2 separate regions of the Mus musculus genome follow, and region 1 is linked to region 2. Evidence: chromatin contacts called from public Hi-C data. All regions are on one chromosome and are shown on one strand. The core of a region is the stretch at or near the end of the contact, and the rest is flanking DNA. Distances in the headings are between cores, read along the strand shown. Region 1 overlaps Zhx2 (zinc fingers and homeoboxes 2). Region 2 overlaps Zhx2 (zinc fingers and homeoboxes 2).

Evidence for each region. Hi-C and Micro-C count contacts between places; a contact is called where the count stands out from the background.
Region 1: a contact with region 2 is called in a Hi-C map of muscle stem cells, with 1.7 times the contacts expected there. A contact is called at or near these places in 18 of 484 Hi-C or Micro-C datasets (B cells, CD4 T cells, CD8 T cells and 12 more), 7 of 130 datasets of targeted methods (the NIH/3T3 cell line, double positive thymocytes, embryonic basal ganglia and 4 more) and 1 of 9 other capture datasets (embryonic stem cells).

The regions. Positions count from the first base shown.
Region 1 is chr15:57,817,847-57,822,213 of GRCm38.p6, reverse strand. It overlaps Zhx2 (zinc fingers and homeoboxes 2), which reads right to left. Exons shown (of 4, transcript NM_199449.2): 3 at 1-1,182. The coding sequence starts at 977. Among named protein-coding and RNA genes, the nearest start is that of Derl1, 72 kb to the left of the region's middle.
Region 2 is chr15:57,709,995-57,714,308 of GRCm38.p6, reverse strand. The region is part of intron 1 of Zhx2 (zinc fingers and homeoboxes 2); the gene reads right to left. Among named protein-coding and RNA genes, the nearest start is that of Zhx2, 17 kb to the right of the region's middle.

The DNA of each region.
Region 1 (4,367 bases), core at 899-3,398, 110 kb before region 2:
ACCTCCTCTGGGGACCAGCTGATACCGTGCTTTAAACGCTGGGTGGCAAACCAGATTCGGATGTGCTCCTCTGGGTGTTTGGAGGCCGCCGTCAGCCAGGAGAGCTCAGCCTGGGTGGGGTAAGGGAACTTGTTGAAGGAGTTGATCATGGTAGCATTTGTGTCCAGGGCAGAGTTGTATTTGGTAGTATTCAGCGGGACGGGGACCTTGGGGACAAGGTTGATATTTGGTGGCAGCTGTACGGAAGGCATGACATGTCCCAGTGAATCTTGAAGGAGCTCCACGCTACCAAGTCTGGCGAGGATCTCAGCTGTGTCTGTCACCAGGCGGGCGGTCCCTTCCATGTGGTTTTCTGGGGCAGCCTCATCAGGCTTCTTGGGCACTTTCTTGGCATCTGCCTTCAGCTTTCCTGTCTTTGTCATGGGGGTTTTTCCTACCGAGACCCCAGGGTCGTTATCACTACTTCCAGGACCACTGGCAGTGATGGGCACGACGTGGTTGGTGGCTTCGATGGACTGTTCTAGAACCGTCTGATTATTGCGCTTGATTAATTTCAGCTTGAAGTTGGTCTCCCCCGGATGGAACTTGGAGTTGTGGTCAGACAAGGAGTCGTACTTTTTGGTTGTGAAGTTACATTCGGCACATACGTAGAGGGGGTTGAGAATCACGTTAGGATGTTGCATGTCCACGTGTTCTGTGAACTCATTCAGATTTTGCGTGGAATAAGGGCAGTATTTGCACTCATAACCGCCCTGTAGTTTTTTGGACAGGTTCTCCCCCATAGATTTCACCTCAACCACTTCGGTTTCTTTGGACGAATGTTCAGGTTCCGCTGCCCAGCTGTCCTTTGTCACATCGGACTGTGGCATGCCCGCTCCTTTGTCTTTGGCCCTGTCTGCCTCCTCCAGCATATCTTGTTCCAGTACCTGTGATGTCCGAACCATGCAGGGAGTTGTAGATTTCCGTTTGCTTGCCATGCCGTCTGCCTCTGAGCAACAGCTTCTTTCTGGAGTGGGTGGGTGGGTGCAGGACAGTGAGATTCTCAGCTTTTGGCTCTACTCCCTCTCAAATGCCTTTGGCTTCCCTTGGTTGCTGACGTCTTCCGGGTGAGTGTTTCAGAAGGATTTCAGCACAGACAATTGTAACTGTAGCAATCTCTGAGCGAACCAGGCAGCTTCCTATCTGTGGGACAAGAACAGAGCCAGACTCAGCGACTCTTCGCTATGCAAAAGAAACCAGCTTTTTGTTCCCATGACCCACCCCAACTGGCACTAAATCAAGCACACATGTAAACCCCCATGGCAGGCTGGCAGTGGGTTAGAAACTTGAAAGGCAATGTTCTCTTCTTTTCTCTGGGAAGAAAGTGGAACCAGGCAAGCAAACAAGCTTGGGGTCTCCATGCTCAGAGACACAAAGTTACGGGAGAGAATAAAGAGCCTAGGCTCTTCAGAAGTGCAGAGTGGGCTGTGCAGAATAAGCAAGGTGTTGCAAGTTGCTTTTTTATCTGTGCAACATCAGAGGCAAGACACCTAACTGGGGCCTGCAGATGGGTTTCCATGGCATTACAACGCTGTAAGAGAGCCTGGTGTGGAGACACCTGCCTGTGAGGCACATACTCAGATGGCTGAGGCACTAAGATCGTGGGTGTCATTTCAAGGCTAGCCTGAGTTAAATAGTGAGATTCGGTCCCAAAACACAACCATCAAAAAAAAAAAAAAAAAACAAAAAACAAAAAAAAAACAAAAAAAAAAAAACAAAAAACAAACAAACAAACAAAAACCCAAACAAAACCCAGTAAAAATGAAAATAGATGCAGACACGTTGCTTCATATCATAAAAACACAAGTATAGAAAATGTAGGGCCTGTGTAAAGGATAATATAAACCACAAATCCAAGCTCAGTCCTTTCCTTCTTTCTCTCAAATCGTACCCCATTTTCACTTAAAGGGGCAGCATAGTATTGCACTATAGGGACGTGACACTGTTTTGTATGTTTGTGAGTCCAGGGTGGCCTTGCCCTCCCCAGCACAGCCTAGGATGGCCGTGAAGTCTGGCTTCTCTTGCTGTAGTCTCCTGAGTGCTGGGATCTCGGGCCTGTGCTCTCATGGTTGGCTCAGTTTGGGCTGTCATAAACTGCCTTTGGACACAGGCCTGGAAACAGTTCTCCTGACTCACGTGACTGCATTTTTGCCTCAGATGGCCTTTTCCTCTGGCCATGCCTGAGAGGCTCTGACTCCCCAGCTCAGCTTCCATGAAGCACTACCACCAAAGGGCCTTGACAATGAGATACGGAAAATTGTTTCAAGACGAATCTGTGATTTAGAACAACAACAACAACAACAACAAAAAGGTTTATTTTACTCCTATGTGCGTGCTTGTGTGTGGATCCCTGCAGGAGTCAGAAGAGGCCGTCGGATCTCCTGGAGCTGCAGGCAGTTGTGAGCCACCTAATGTGGGTGCTGAGAACCAAACTCTGCTCCTGTAGGATAGCCCCTCGTGCTCTTAATTGCTGAGCCATCTTGCTAGCCCCTATACTTTAAAAACACAAAACAACCCCCCACCTGTGTGTGTGTGTGTGTGTGTAGGTGTGTAACTGCTATTGCATGTGTACAGTAATCAGAGGACAAACTCAGGAAGTTAGCCCTTGGCTTCTACTTGCTTGAGACAAGGTCTTTTTTCTGCGCACTGGTCTGTGTGACAGGCTAGCTCACGGAGAATTTCTGAGGATTCTCCTGTCTCTGTCTTCTACATTACCGTGGGAGTACTGAGATCATAGACAGGTACTACTATGTGTGGCCTTATGTGGGCTCTGGGGATCTGAATGCAGCAAGGGCTTTACCCACCGACGAGCCACCCCCCTCACCTACTCCCATGGGTTTGACTGCTGCAAAAGCTGCATTGTTTTCAAAGGCTTCCTGGCCATTTATTCTCTCTCTCTCTCTCTCTCTCTCTCTCTCTCTCTCTCTCTCTCTCTTTCTCTCTCTCTGTGAACGGCCTTGTTTTTTAATGTCACTCCCTTACTATGGTGCTCAGTGGCTTTATGACTAATTTGTACAAGTTACACCCCTGCTGCAAAATTTAAGTCTGCCTTTCAGCTGTTATGAGGGTATTTTTATAAGTCTAACATATAGAAATCTTAAGTTTTAGATAACAAATTAATCATTTTTTTCCTTTTGTGGCTTCTTTCATTATGGTTTAATATTTGGAAATCCTGTTGCTTGTTTGTTTGTTTTTAGATGATGTGTTAATCCATGCTTCCTCTTTTTACATGCTGACCATTCACTTAAATCATATTGACTAATTGCTAATAAGGAATCTACGGTTTCTTCAGAGCCTTTTGCTTAATTTTGTTTGTTTGTTTGCTTTTGTTTTGTAGGATAGGGCCTTGCTATTAAGCCATGGCTACTTGCTATGTACAGCTCAGGCCTACCTCAAACTCCCAGCAGGCTTCCAGCCCCAGCTTGCTAAATGCTGGCGTTATAGGTGTCCTGCTACCAACTCCTGCCAACTGAATGGTTTTTGTTTTACATTTGAGTCACCAGTACTGAATTTATCTTGAGTTAAGTATAACACACTCAAGTTAAGTACAACCACTTTTCCTTGAGCAATTGTGGGTTATCTCAGCAGCCTGTGTTATGTAGGGTGTACGAAACACCTTCACCACATACTACATTTTACATTTACTACAGCTTGTTCCTAGGTGCCCAGTCCACATCTGGTCTAGCTTCTGGGGCTTACTATTAATTTATTTTTTAAATATTTGGAGTGCATGTTAACATCATGGTGGTTCCTCTTTGCTCCTCCCTGCCCCTTCCCCCCAACCCTTTCTTGGATATTTTGATTATTCTCATAAAGCAGAATCAACAGCAAAATACAATCCTGTTTGAATTTTGATTGGAACTGCATCAAACAAATATTAGTTCTAGGGAACTGCTGGGCTAGGCCACTGTTGGCATCTCAATGTCATTTACTTTGTGACTACTTTTATTGTCATTGTGTATTTAGAATGAGGACGAGGGTGTTTGGAGACAAGGGTATCTCACATCTAGGAGAAGTGAGCGGAATAGATGACTTACTGGCTTTTGTGTTCCACTTAGGACAGGACTCAAGGACAGAAGTGAAGAACCTATATAACGGGCAACTTTGTGAGACACTAGGGCTCAGGGGCCAAACTGCATAGGACTCAGGAAAGGGCCAGTGCCCCCTGGTGAGCACAAGAGCCTGATCTCCCTGTCACTGGGACACTGGTGTTTTCTGGATGGAGCACTCTGTCAACAGTGGGTGCATGTCCCTCTGGAGTGGCAGCAAGGAGCCACCATGGGAAAAGCAGGGCAGAGAGCGACCACATCCCTCTGATGGCTGTACTT
Region 2 (4,314 bases), core at 464-2,963:
TGCTTGTCTGGACTACCTTCTCTTATTGGACTTTCTCCGTGCTGGCCACCAGTGGTCCTCCCCTTATCAAAGAACTGTTTTAGGACAGTCTTTGCCTTGGGGTCTGCTCCTAAGAAGCCTGAATCCAGACAATCATGGTATCAGAGCACAGAAGAGCTTGGGGTAACTTTCTTGGTTGGGGTAGGGTTTCTCTTTGTAGCATCTGCCTTGCTCATGGGGACCCACAAGCCTCCCATCCAGTCTCACCTCTGCACATGGCACGAAGTGATGCAAAGAGTGAATGATTTTCAAGAGGCAGACCTGGCTTTGCATCAGGTGACTCTGGGGGGCATTAGGTAACTCCCTGGAGCCTAGTTTTCTCCCCTGGGAAATGGCAGCAGCACCTACTGTGAAGAACTGTGTGGATTAGCAAGTGTGAAAATATGAGCGGAACACCTTCCACAGGGGTGCAGGGTGTCTGGTGCCTGTTGGGGGCAACCAGCTTGCTTTGCATTCTAACTGCCATCTGCACCTGGCACCTAGACACGGGAGGCTCCTAGGGTCACACTCTCCATGTCTTCCCACTCTAGGCTTTGCTCCTGCTCCTGGCACAGCAGCAAAGACTTGATGTTTGTTGGATGAGTAACAAAAATGAAAGACTCCCTCCAGAGAACCCACCCATGAGTGATGATGGAGTTTCTGGAACATTCCTTCACTGCTCAGTCTTAGTCTCGAGTCCCTACAGGGATGCAAGCATTGTTCTAATTGCTGACAATGCAGTGGCAACCAAAGCCCACTACGCGTCCTTCTCTGGGGTGGCTTACTATCCAGGGGGGATCAGAGAGCCTACAGGAAGGCCTCCAGACTGATTTGGGACACTTTTCGAAGAGTTTCCACACCCAAGAGAGTCAGGTTTAATGATTAAGGTATGGTCAGGTATGAAAGGGGTTTCTAGAAACTTCTTAGGTGAGTGCAGTGTGCTGCCAGGTAGAGAACTATTGGGCCAAGGGAAAAATAAGGACCATTACAGAGAGTGGAGAGGGATGGGAAGACAGAAAGGGGAGTAATTTGGACCCGGGGTCTTAGTGGGACGTTTTCACACTTCCAGGGGGCTAGACACAATCTGGAGTTTCTGGGGGAAAGTGAAGAGGCTAGGGCACCGCTCCTAAACACCAGCTCACAGCCGAGGCCTAGGACAACTCCAGAACAAAGACCCATCCAAGCCAAGCAGTCCTGGGCTTGGGTATGGGTTATAGGATAGATGAACATGACTTAGGGACCAGTTAGAGAGCATCCTGTTTGGGGGAGAGCTGAGACTTGGATGTCACAGTAGAGAAAGCTCCAGCAAAAACCTGTGAAGGAAGGGGAAAATCCCTGTCTCTCAAGTGGGAACCCTCAGCAAAAAGATGATGCCCCACCTGCCCGCCTAAGAGAGGGGCTACACTTGTGCTGGCCATAGTCTTTTGGGACTGTCTGGGGCTGGAAAGAGAGAAGGTTGGAGTTACTACGCTGTTTTTAGTTTTCTATCTTCACTTCCTTCCCAGTCTCGCAGCAGGAGTGGGGTCAAGAGGGTGGGGGTCATTTATATATCCTCAATATCATCTTCTGACTCAGCTCCCCTGTAGTTACCACCCCTTGATCCCCAAGAGTTCTGACTCCAGGAGTGGCGGAGTTCTCCAGAGAGATAGCCTGCTACTCTCCTCTAGCCCTGGAAAAAATGACTTCCTGAGAGAAACTGGGATCCACGGGGCAGTAAATACACATTGCATTCCAGAAGGGGAGGAGGGAGGGCCCTGTGGCCAGCTCCTCAGTACGCATGCGCCCTCCCCTTACAGTGACCCACTCACTTTTCCATCCAGGCTCTGGGACTGAGAACTTGCCAGCCTTTTCTTTCCTCTCCACCCCCTGCCACCCTTTCTTTTTCCCTTTCTAGCACCTTCTCCTTAAATCGGTTACAGACAGTGCTCTGGAACGCACTGGCTTGGACCTGCAGAAGGCATGCAAGGCAGTTGGCTTGCTCAGCACTGTGCAGGCTTTCCAAGGAACCGTCAGGACAGATTCGGCTCCACAGGAACAGTTTAGGTGGCAAGTCAAGTTCTCTTACAAGAATTCCAGAAAGGCTTAAGTCAACTGGTTACTCCCAAGAACTTGGGAGCCAATGGACTTCTGATAGGCTAGTCCCACCTGCAGATGCCTGTCAGTTTGAACTGGGCAGAGCCAGCCCGATGGGTAGCCCACTGAGAAACAGGATTCAGAGCCCAGAAGGCAGGTGGGGGAAACTTAGGCCACGGAGGGGTGAATGACTAGCTCAAAGACAGCAGCAGGATGGAGGAGTTGGCTTCCGCTCTCCCAAGCCCTGCCTGTTCATGAACTTCTCTCGGGCTGTGTGCTCCATAGTAGAAAGTTCCACGACAGCATATCCAAACAGAGAGAGGGTGGGCCATTAGCTACAATCCTACTTCAAACAACGCATTTTGGGGACGGTGAGAGGATACAGTAAATATTTGTGTCTCTTAAGATCCTGAATTTACTTTCTGAAATAAAAACACCCATCATGTTCCCCAGACTCCCCCCCCCCCAATTTAATAAAATAAACTCCATATCAAAATATTGCTCATTAGAAAAGCTGTCAATCTCAACCTATAAAATTCATCTCGTCTTTACAAAAGGAGTCATCATGGGAGAGGTGCAGGAATATGTTGACTTAAGTAACTATCCTATTAAAAATGATAATTTGCCCAATAGGTCCTGAGACTTTTATTACATATATCCAAAATGAATAGATAATTAGCAATAATGAGCCCCTGACTGATAACCTAGGATTTGGGGTGCTTTACAGATTTGCTATTAAACAAGCCTCCAAATGCTATACAAATGTATAGCTTTTTCCATTTGCCAAAAGTCGGGACGGACAGAGTGAGGCGTCTACAAATGGGAACTCCACAAAGCAGACCACCAGGTTGCATGTGTGTCTGCGGATGCCAAGGTTGTGCAGAGAGTCCAAGCAATGTCCTAGCAGTGTGTGCACCTGTCTACATGTGCAGAGTAATTCCAGATGTGGGCTTGATTTTGCTTGCATGTCTTCCAGGCAAGCCCCCAACATGCATCGGAAATGAGGAAAATTCTCTCTGTTCTTGCCTGCCTCCCTCCCTTCTCTCCTTTCCCCCACTCTCCCTCCCTCCCTCCCTCCCTCTCTGTCTTCTCCCGGGAAAAGACTTGGCTTGTAAATGACCACCCGCTACTCTCATGATTAACTCCAGCATTGCCTTTGGGGTTACCAACAGCACAGGGTACAAAGATGTCTCATCTGTTGCCAGGACAAATCACCAGTGTGCCAAGTCTCCAACTGCTTATATCTCAGATAAGGGTCACTGTGGGTCCATCAGCATTGAGAAATTCCATGAATATGCACTAAGCGCCCACCTTGCGGAAAGGGTGGCCACTGCAGCCTGGGGGCTTGGCTGTGCTGTCTGGGACTGAAGAGGCCAAGGGTTACAGGCAGGTCACCAGATGCCTTAGGGATGATTACCAGAGCAGAAGAGCTGGGGCCACCAGGATTCTGGCTATGGCTGCTGCGTAGATATAGGACAGAGGAAGGGACATGGGCTGAGATGGAAGGGATATAATGATGACCTGCTTCTTTGGCTCTCAGGAACAAAGTCTGTAGGGCAGACTGTTTCCAGCTGTACCACCTGTAGGAGGAAGCAAATGCATTCTCTGCTCTCGAATGCTGCTTCAGATACCTGCTACTCCTTCAGAGGAAAGGTGCTGGGGGCAGGCAGACAGAACTCTCTTAGATTCTCAGGAACAAGACTGCTTCCCACACCCGAGGATGCAATCACACTGTCTAAGCTTGCCAGCGAGAGAGGCCCAGACCAGAGGTGCCTTTCCTGGCTTCCCAGGGGGCTGATGACCTCTCAAGTTCTCTGATTCTGCTGCGTAATTAAACCAGTCCCATTAGCTGGGCAGCATGTTTTACTATTTAAACCATGTGATAAAAAAAATCCATGGACTTTAGGCTGGGGAGATGGCTCAACTGGCAGAGTGCGGGTACAAGCACCTGGGTTCGGATCTCCAGACCATGTAAGAGGCCAAGGGTGGAGGAACACGCTACGGCCCAGTAATGGGTGGGGCAGAGCACTGGCTAGCCAGCTTAGTCAAATTGATGATCTATTAATAATTCCTTGTCTTGGGCGGGTGAGATGGCTCAGCAGTTAAGAGCGCCGACTGCTCTTCCAAAGGTCCTGAGTTCAAATCCCAGCAACCACATGGTGGCTCACAACCATCCATAACAAAAATCTGATGCCCTCTTCTGGAGTGTCTGAAGACAGCTAC